Linked DNA regions of Sus scrofa: region 2 is linked to region 1. Evidence: chromatin contacts called from public HiChIP or PLAC-seq data. All regions are on one chromosome and are shown on one strand. The core of a region is the stretch at or near the end of the contact, and the rest is flanking DNA. Distances in the headings are between cores, read along the strand shown.

Region 1 (3,750 bases), core at 321-2,820:
TCCATTAAGGTTTCTACTTCCATTCACTGCTTCTGCCAAGTCCATCCTAACTCTGGAGGCAGTTATGTCTATCTCCAATCAGATTTCCCCTGGCACCCTGTGCTTTTCACTAGCACACCACTTACCACACCAAGTCCTAAGTCATAACCTGGATCCCTCACAGGATCTCAGATTGAACATTTTCAGAAGTTTATTTTTCCTGATTTTATATAAATGAGATTTAGCAGGAGAAAGGTCTTGCAGCCTCACTGTCTTCATTGAAGATGTACAGAACAAGTTCTAGAACCTCACCATCTTAATTGTAGTTATTAAAATACCCAGAGAGGAGTTCCCATCATGGCACAGCAGAAACAAATCTGACTAGGAACCATGAGGTTTTGGGTTCTATCCCTGGCCTTGGTCAGTGGGTTAAGGATCTGGCGTTGCCATGAGCTGTGGTGTAGGTTGCAGATGTGGCTCAGATATGGCGTTGCTGTGGCTCTGGCATAGGCCAGCGGCTACAGCTCCAATTAGACCCCTAGCCTGGAAACCTCCATATGCCGAGGGTGCAGCCCTGAAAAGCAAAAACAAAAACAAACACAAACACAACAAAAAAAAACAACAAAAACTCAGAGAGCAGTCATTTGGTAATATGGTCCTACTAAATAAACACATGTGCTGCTCTAAAGGCAATTATGTTCCCCACAGGCTTCCATAAGAAGAGGGCTGTGTGATCATGACTGAGAAGCTCCTCCAGAGTAGGCAGAGATGGTTCCCAACCTGCCTCCACTAGTGACTATCCATTGTAGGCAAGTTACTTCATATCTAAGCCTCAGTCTCCTAATTTATAATTGGAAATAACTTAAGTGGTTCCTATGGTGACCAGACGTCGGTTGCGTTTTACGCACTTTAAATATATTAATTTATTTAATCCTTAGAATTAGGGTATGAGGTAGGTCTATTACTCCATTTCACAGATGCAGAAACTGGAGCCCAGGAAACACAGGTAATAACTGGCAGAACCAGGATTTCAACACAGGCACTGAGGGTCAGAGTCTGTGTCACAATATCCACTTCACAGGCTTGTGCGGAGTAAGAGAAAAAATGTGAGGGAAGGGCCAGGGCAGGGCAGGGCATGGCACACAGTAAATACTCTAATTTTAAAATATAAAACACCTTGGCCTCCAGGTCGAGAATTCATTCAAAGCCCATGATTTTCGGCTTTCTGTGTGAACTCATCAGGTGTCTCCTCTCGGGGATGCAATGGATGAGATGAGTGGGGTGAACACTGGAGACGAGCCTCCCAAGACCCCTGCAGCTCTCTGGTCTACTCTGGGATTCTCCTCCTCTGTAAGGGGAAGCGGAAGAAGCTGGTGGGCAGAGGCCATTTCTGCTGTTCCTTTGGGGCTTTCAAGCGGACCAGGGACCCAGACATCCTCTTACCCACGGCCTGCGTCCTAGGATAACCCCTTGCCCTTGGGGGCCCGCCCCCGGCGAAGGTTCGGTTTTCCATTGGTGGAGGCTGCGTGTTGCGTCTGCTCGTTTTTCAACCAATGGGCTCGGCTCTCTCTTCTCGCCATTTGGTAAAGTCAGCCCTCCTCCGCTCAGGCAGAGGGCGCCAGAGCGTAGGGCTCGACGCCTAGGAGACTCGCTGACGCGGAAGTGACCTCACGCAACCGGAAACGCTCCCGCCGGGACTTGGGGGTGTGACGGGTAGTTCCGGCTGCCGGCGCGGGCAAGCTTCCGCGAAGCGGTGTCTAAAGTGCATGGTTTCCGCGCTGCATCAGCTCGGAAGCTCAGATGAGAAAAGTGAGCTCCTAGAGGCAGGGGCTCGTTCATATTCACCCAGCGAGAACGACTCCCGAGACCAGCACGCTTCCCAAACGACTCCTCGGAGCAGAGGGATGGCCTTGGGAGTGGTTTGCTCTGCCTGAGGAGTCCCTGATGCAAGTGTCACAGGGATAGCTCCGTTCCGGAGATGGGGAAGACCAACCCAGAGAGAGGCAAGGAATTGCGGGGTAGGGATTCCAGAGTTAGCAGAGGAGTTCCCGTTCTGGCGCAGTGGTTAACGAATCCGACTAGGAACCATGAGGTTGCGGGTTCGATCCCTGCCCTTGCTCAGTGGGTTAAGGATCCGGCGTTGCCTTGAGCTGTGGTGTAGGTCGCAGACGCGGCTCAGATTACGCGTTGCTGTGGCTCTGGTGTAGGCAGGTGGCTACAGCTCTGATTCGACCCCTAGCCTGGGAACCTCCATATGCCGAGGGAGCGGCCCGAGAACAGGCAAAAGGACAAAATAAATAAATAAAAATAAAATGCAGGACAGTCAGTTAAAGTTGAAGTTCAGGTAAATAGCAGTATTTTAGTATAAGGATATCCCTGATAGTGCATGGGTCATACGTTTACTGGAAAAGGAGCCGTCATTTTTCTGAATTCAGATTTAACTGGGCATCCTGTATTTTATATGACAGTCCTACCCCAAAATCAAGAGCAGGGTTATTGAGACATCCTATATGCCCGCCTCCTAGCTAAGGTTCACTGGTTTGTGGACCCACGCTCCTCTTTGGTGTAACCCTGAAGCATGCAGGCCCCTGGTCCGTCCCAGTCAGTGGTCAGCCCTTCGCAGGATCTAGGCTGCTGTTCAGGAGCTGAGGGGAAGGGGCCAGATATCCTTGCCTCAAGGTACAGGGGTACCCTCCGTCCATTCTCCAAGACTTGTTTATTCAAAAAGACATGAAGCACTTTGTGCCAAGCACAAACCCAGGCTCGAGATGACACAGGGAAGTAGGAAAAACATTCCCTCTCTTTGTGGAATTAACAGGTTTGCAGGAAGACAAGTAGAAAAATTCACAACACATTGTGATCGACAAGTTCTTTAACACGGGTAAACACTTCAGCTGTGAAAGCGCAGAGAAACAATACCTAGGCATAGAGTTAGAAAAAAGGGAGACAGCCAACCTGAGGCTTGAAAGATTGATGTTATTTATTGAACATCTGTGTGTAGAGCAGTGTTTTAGGCCCTAGGAACACAGCAGTAAACAAAATAAACCTATCTCCGTCTTTAAGAACTTAATTCTAAGTAAAATGTATGCCAGATGATGAACTGTGGGGGGAAAAGACTACAGAGAGGATCATGAGATGCTGGGGTGGAGGTGGAAGTGTTACAGTTTTAAAGAGTGTGGTCACAGAGTTTCCTGGTGGCCTAGCTGGTTAGGGATCCGTGTTGTCGTTGCTGTGACTTGGGTTCCATCCCTGGCCCCAGAACTTCCGCATGGTGTGGGCTTGACTAAAAACAAACAGAAAAAAATGTGTGGTCAGGAAGGCTTCACTGAGAAGTTGACATCTGAGCAAAGATCTGAAGGTGTGAGGGTTCAAGACCACAGAGCTATTTATGGTTATAAGGAAATGTGCCTGGCATGTTAGAGGAACACAAAGAGGAATGATGTATTGCCTGCAATATAATCCTTTCTCAGGGATTTTTTTTTTTTTTTTTTTTTTTTTTGCTGTTTTAGGGCCACACCCTCAGCATATGGAGGTTCCCAGGCTAGGGGGTCGAATTGGAGCTGTAGCTGCTGGCCTACACTACAACCACAGCAACTCGGGATCCAAGCCACATCTGCGACCTACACCACAGCTCATGACAACACCGGACACTTAACCCACTGAGCAAGGCCAGGGATCTAACCCACATCCTTATGGATACTCGTCTGGTTTGTTAACCAATGAGCCACAATGGGAACTTTCTCAGGGATTTACAATGATGATTTTAACGAA
Region 2 (3,750 bases), core at 883-3,382, 230 kb before region 1:
GGAGTGGGGTCCTACCCACTGCGACAGTCTTTGTGGGGACTGGCCACCACTAATTCAGAGCCAAAAGTGCCTTCCAGCCCAGGTGGTGAAGGTGGCAGCCAGCTTGAGGACGTGCCCTCCCAGCTGGGCCATTCTCATCAGGGTCACCCTATCAACTGTTCATGACATGGGCTTGCATGGGCAGAATATGCTCGGAACAGCATCTGCCTCCAACACGCAGACCTACAGTCCCTTCTTTACACCTGATCCTAAGAGGTGCAAAGGCCCATAGGAAGCTGAGAGGTTTCTAAGATTTGCAGAATTCCCCAGGAAAGCAGCAGCATGTGCCCTAGGAGGCAGGAGCGCCTCGCTGTACGCTGGGGTCAGGTCACTGAGTCCTGGCGCCTAGTCCCCATTCCGAAGACTTCTCCCTCCAGCTCCTCGATGCACTATCCTGAAGACTGTACAGCCCCACCTCTCCCTTGGCTCCTGTGCCCAGAACTTGGCACTGGGAGCTTTTCCGGTCCTGCTCCAGCACTTCCGCTCTTGACTCTGAGTTCACTGAGGTCATTCCATTCCCAGGGAATAGACTCTTAGACACACAGTGGGGAATGGACCTCCACATCTCCAGGGAGCCAGGCAGCCCATGTGACCCCACCCAGACCCACTCTGGCCTCTCTTTACTCTGTCCCTTGTCCCACTCAACTGCCCCAGCTAGAGCCTGGCAGCCTGGCCACCATCCCCTCAAAGTCAGGCGTGTGAGTTCAGAGGAGCTGACACCACATGCCCCCACAGATGCTGAGCTAGACTCGCAGGGGTGGGAGTGAAATGCAGAGACCCTCAGTCACCTGCACCCCCATGGAAAGAAATGCAGAGACAAGTATAGCTCTGGGCATTCTGGTTCCTCTACCACTGTTGTCTCTGCGTGTGTGTGCGTGTGCACATACACACACCCCAACATACACACAGAGCCCAATCTAAAAATGACCCTAAGAATATTGCTAATTTGGTCCCTTCTGGCAGAGAGTCCTGTTCTGACCCAAACCTGGCATCGGGAGTCACTCAGATCTAGAATATGGTCCCAGGGCATCTGTTTCAGCCCAGCGGCCCTGCTCCCTGGGATGCTGCCGAGAGGGACTTGAGCGTGTCCTGTGATCGTTGGTCCCTCTGGGGGGAGTTCCACACAGAGGCTGCTGAAGTAAACCTGACCTGGGTGCACTCCCAGAACGGCCCCCAACCCCTGCCCCTTCACCGCCCAGCCTGGTTCAGGACACTACAAGCCGCCTGAGATTTTCAGGAGAGCCCATGGACTCTTCCCCTCTCATGCCTCCCCACTTTCCCGTTTGCTCCCCGGCTAAACTGTCGTGTCCTGTGGCTGAGCCCACATTGGGCAGGTAAAAGGCGCCTCGTTTCCTGTGATTCCAGGCCCAGCCAGGTAACCTGGTGCAGGTAGCTAGGAGCCTAGGCGGCACTGTTCCTTTGTCCCCTCAGCTCATCTTCACGCCCACGGCCACCGTCGCTACTGTGCAGCCTGAGCTCGGCACTGGCTCCCCCGCCCGGCCCCCCACCCCTGCCCAGGTGAGGATTCCATGCTTGTGGGAGGGCAGGGGGGTGGGCGCCCCCACAGAGGGGCACTGACACGGGGTATGGGCCCGAGCCCTGGAAGAGCTTTGCATCTCTGGAAAGACTGGGACCTTCGAGGAAAGCAGGTGGGAGACAGGATGTCCTAAAGCTCCTAGACTTGCTCCTCATTCCCCGCTGAGAAGGCCTCGGCCACCCCTGACGCAGGAGTCAGCAGCCTGCTGAGGCACGCGTGCCTGCTAATAATGAGTGATCGTCACTACCTTTTACCTTACACCCTCCCCAGGGTAGCCTCCGTGGCTGTTGTCTTTAAGAGGAAAATTCCACTCTGATTAGCACGTGCTAGCAGCTCTAGGAAACAGGAAAAATGACATGGAAGAGAGAGCCAAAGATGAGCCTTGGGCCCCCACCTTCTGCTGGGAGCCCACAGACACTGCTGTGGCCGTAAAGATGCAGTGGGCGGTGGGGGAGAGGAACTGTCCCCAGCTGCACTGTGGGGACCCACAGGGTGAAGACGGTCAGGTTTGTCAAAGGCGCGTCTGGCACAGCCTCCATGTGTCCAGCAGAGGGCACCAGGGACCGGGCTGAATAAGCATGTTCCTCCTGCTGTAAACCTGATCCTGAGGACGGGATAATCCTTCGCCCGGGGACCTCACTGTTCAATTAACTTTCACTTTTGCCCTGGCCTTTTCCAGTGTGGGAAGCCCCAGGCCTCGCTCTATCTGGGAATTCTTGCTAAGTGGTATGCAGCCCTTCCTGGTAGTACGGGGGAGGAGGGGAGGAAAGAAGGGAGAGCGAGCCTAACTTCCCTGCCCGGGCCTGCCCCCACTTGGGGCAGACATCCCTGCTCAGAATTTAATTTCTCCTGCTGATGAATCCAGTCCAACTTGTACTCCTTCTGTCCCCTTTAGAAACTCTGCCTGCTCCTGGTTCCTCTTTCAGCCCCTAGCTCATTCTCTCTCTTTCTGATTTTACACCCCACTGCCCTGTACGGCCATTCCTGGATCCATCCCAGCTCCTTCCCTGCATGGACTGTGTGTTGGCATCACTCCTACCCACATTCTCTGGACTCCTATAGACCCCTCTTTTCCAGGTACAGAACTTGACCCTCCGAACACAGCAGACACCAACTGCAGCAGCCTCGGGCCCTACCCCCACCCAGCCCGTCCTGCCCAGCTTGGCCCTGAAACCCACGCCAGGTGGTAGCCAGCCTCTGCCTACCCCATCCCAGGGCAGAAACACTGCTCAGGGTTCCCCTGCAGGTGCCAAGCCTGGCATAAGTGACAGTGTGATGGAGCCAGTCAAGAAGGGAGATGGCAACGGCAGTGTGCCAGGGAGCTTGGAGGGCCGGGCTGGGCTCAGCCGGGTGGTGCCCGCTGTGGCTACCCACCCCCTCATTGCACCAGGTAAGGGCTCCAGGAGGAAGGATCCTATCCCAGAAAACGCCATAGGACTGTGCGTCGGGGGAAACTGAAAATTTCCTTTTTCCCACAGACATGCTAAGATGTCAGCCATGTGTTTCTCACTCCCCTTTACCCTCCTGAGATGCTCATCAGCTCCAGATTCTGTTTCGTGCATCTAGTCTAGCTTTAAAGAAGGAAGCCACCTCAGTGGAATAAATGAGACCTTCCTCTCTAGGGGCACCATGGTGATTCAATCATCGCTCTTGGCCTTGAGAGTGGAGGGTGGAGGTTGGCAGTTGGACTTTTTTTTTTTAGGCATATGGAACTTCCCAGACTAGGGGTCGAATCGAGCTACAGCTGCAAGCCTATGCCACAGCCATAGCAACTTGGGATCTGAGCTGGGTCTGCCACGTACACCATAGCTCACGGCAATGCCAGATCCTTAGCCCACTGATCGAGGCTAGAGATCAAACCCACGTCCTCATGGATCCTAGTCAGGTTCGTTAGCCACTGAGCCATGAATGGAACTCTGGCAGTTGGACTATTTTAAAATCCTCTAAGAATCAGCAAAAAGGGCAGGGGCTAGCCAGAGGCATATAAGATCTTACCCCCAGGGAGAGGAGGAAGTGAGAAGTTTATTTTCTCATCACTGGACAGACATTTGTTGACTAATATTTACCAGGTATGTGGCCAGTTCCGGGTGTGCTGAGATCAGTAAGATGTGGGCCCTGGCCTCCAAGGAGGGCACAGCCTGGGGCAACAGACATGGACAATGCAATATAGTGTG

Evidence for each region. HiChIP or PLAC-seq counts read pairs in DNA pulled down with a chosen protein or histone mark.
Region 2: an H3K27ac HiChIP or PLAC-seq map of alveolar macrophages shows a contact between it and region 1. The contact joins two enhancer-like sites. A contact is called at or near these places in 1 of 47 Hi-C or Micro-C datasets (embryonic fibroblasts) and 1 of 2 datasets of contacts at active chromatin or transcription factors (alveolar macrophages).

Annotation. Positions count from the first base shown.
Region 1 is chr6:89,387,616-89,391,365 of Sscrofa11.1, reverse strand. No RefSeq gene overlaps it. Among named protein-coding and RNA genes, the nearest start is that of AZIN2, 43 kb to the right of the region's middle. Within about 2 kb of position 1,570, at least 37 of the 83 cell types and tissues checked have an H3K27ac peak or open chromatin away from gene starts, as enhancers often do. A contact at or near this core is called in alveolar macrophages, where this site is marked.
Region 2 is chr6:89,618,388-89,622,137 of Sscrofa11.1, reverse strand. It overlaps PHC2 (polyhomeotic-like protein 2), which reads left to right. Exons shown (of 15, transcript XM_021095847.1): 6 at 1,405-1,557; 7 at 2,654-2,966. All of the region lies in intron 1 of LOC110261134 (a long non-coding RNA gene), which reads right to left. Among named protein-coding and RNA genes, the nearest start is that of A3GALT2, 57 kb to the right of the region's middle. Within about 2 kb of position 2,132, at least 31 of the 83 cell types and tissues checked have an H3K27ac peak or open chromatin away from gene starts, as enhancers often do. A contact at or near this core is called in alveolar macrophages, where this site is marked.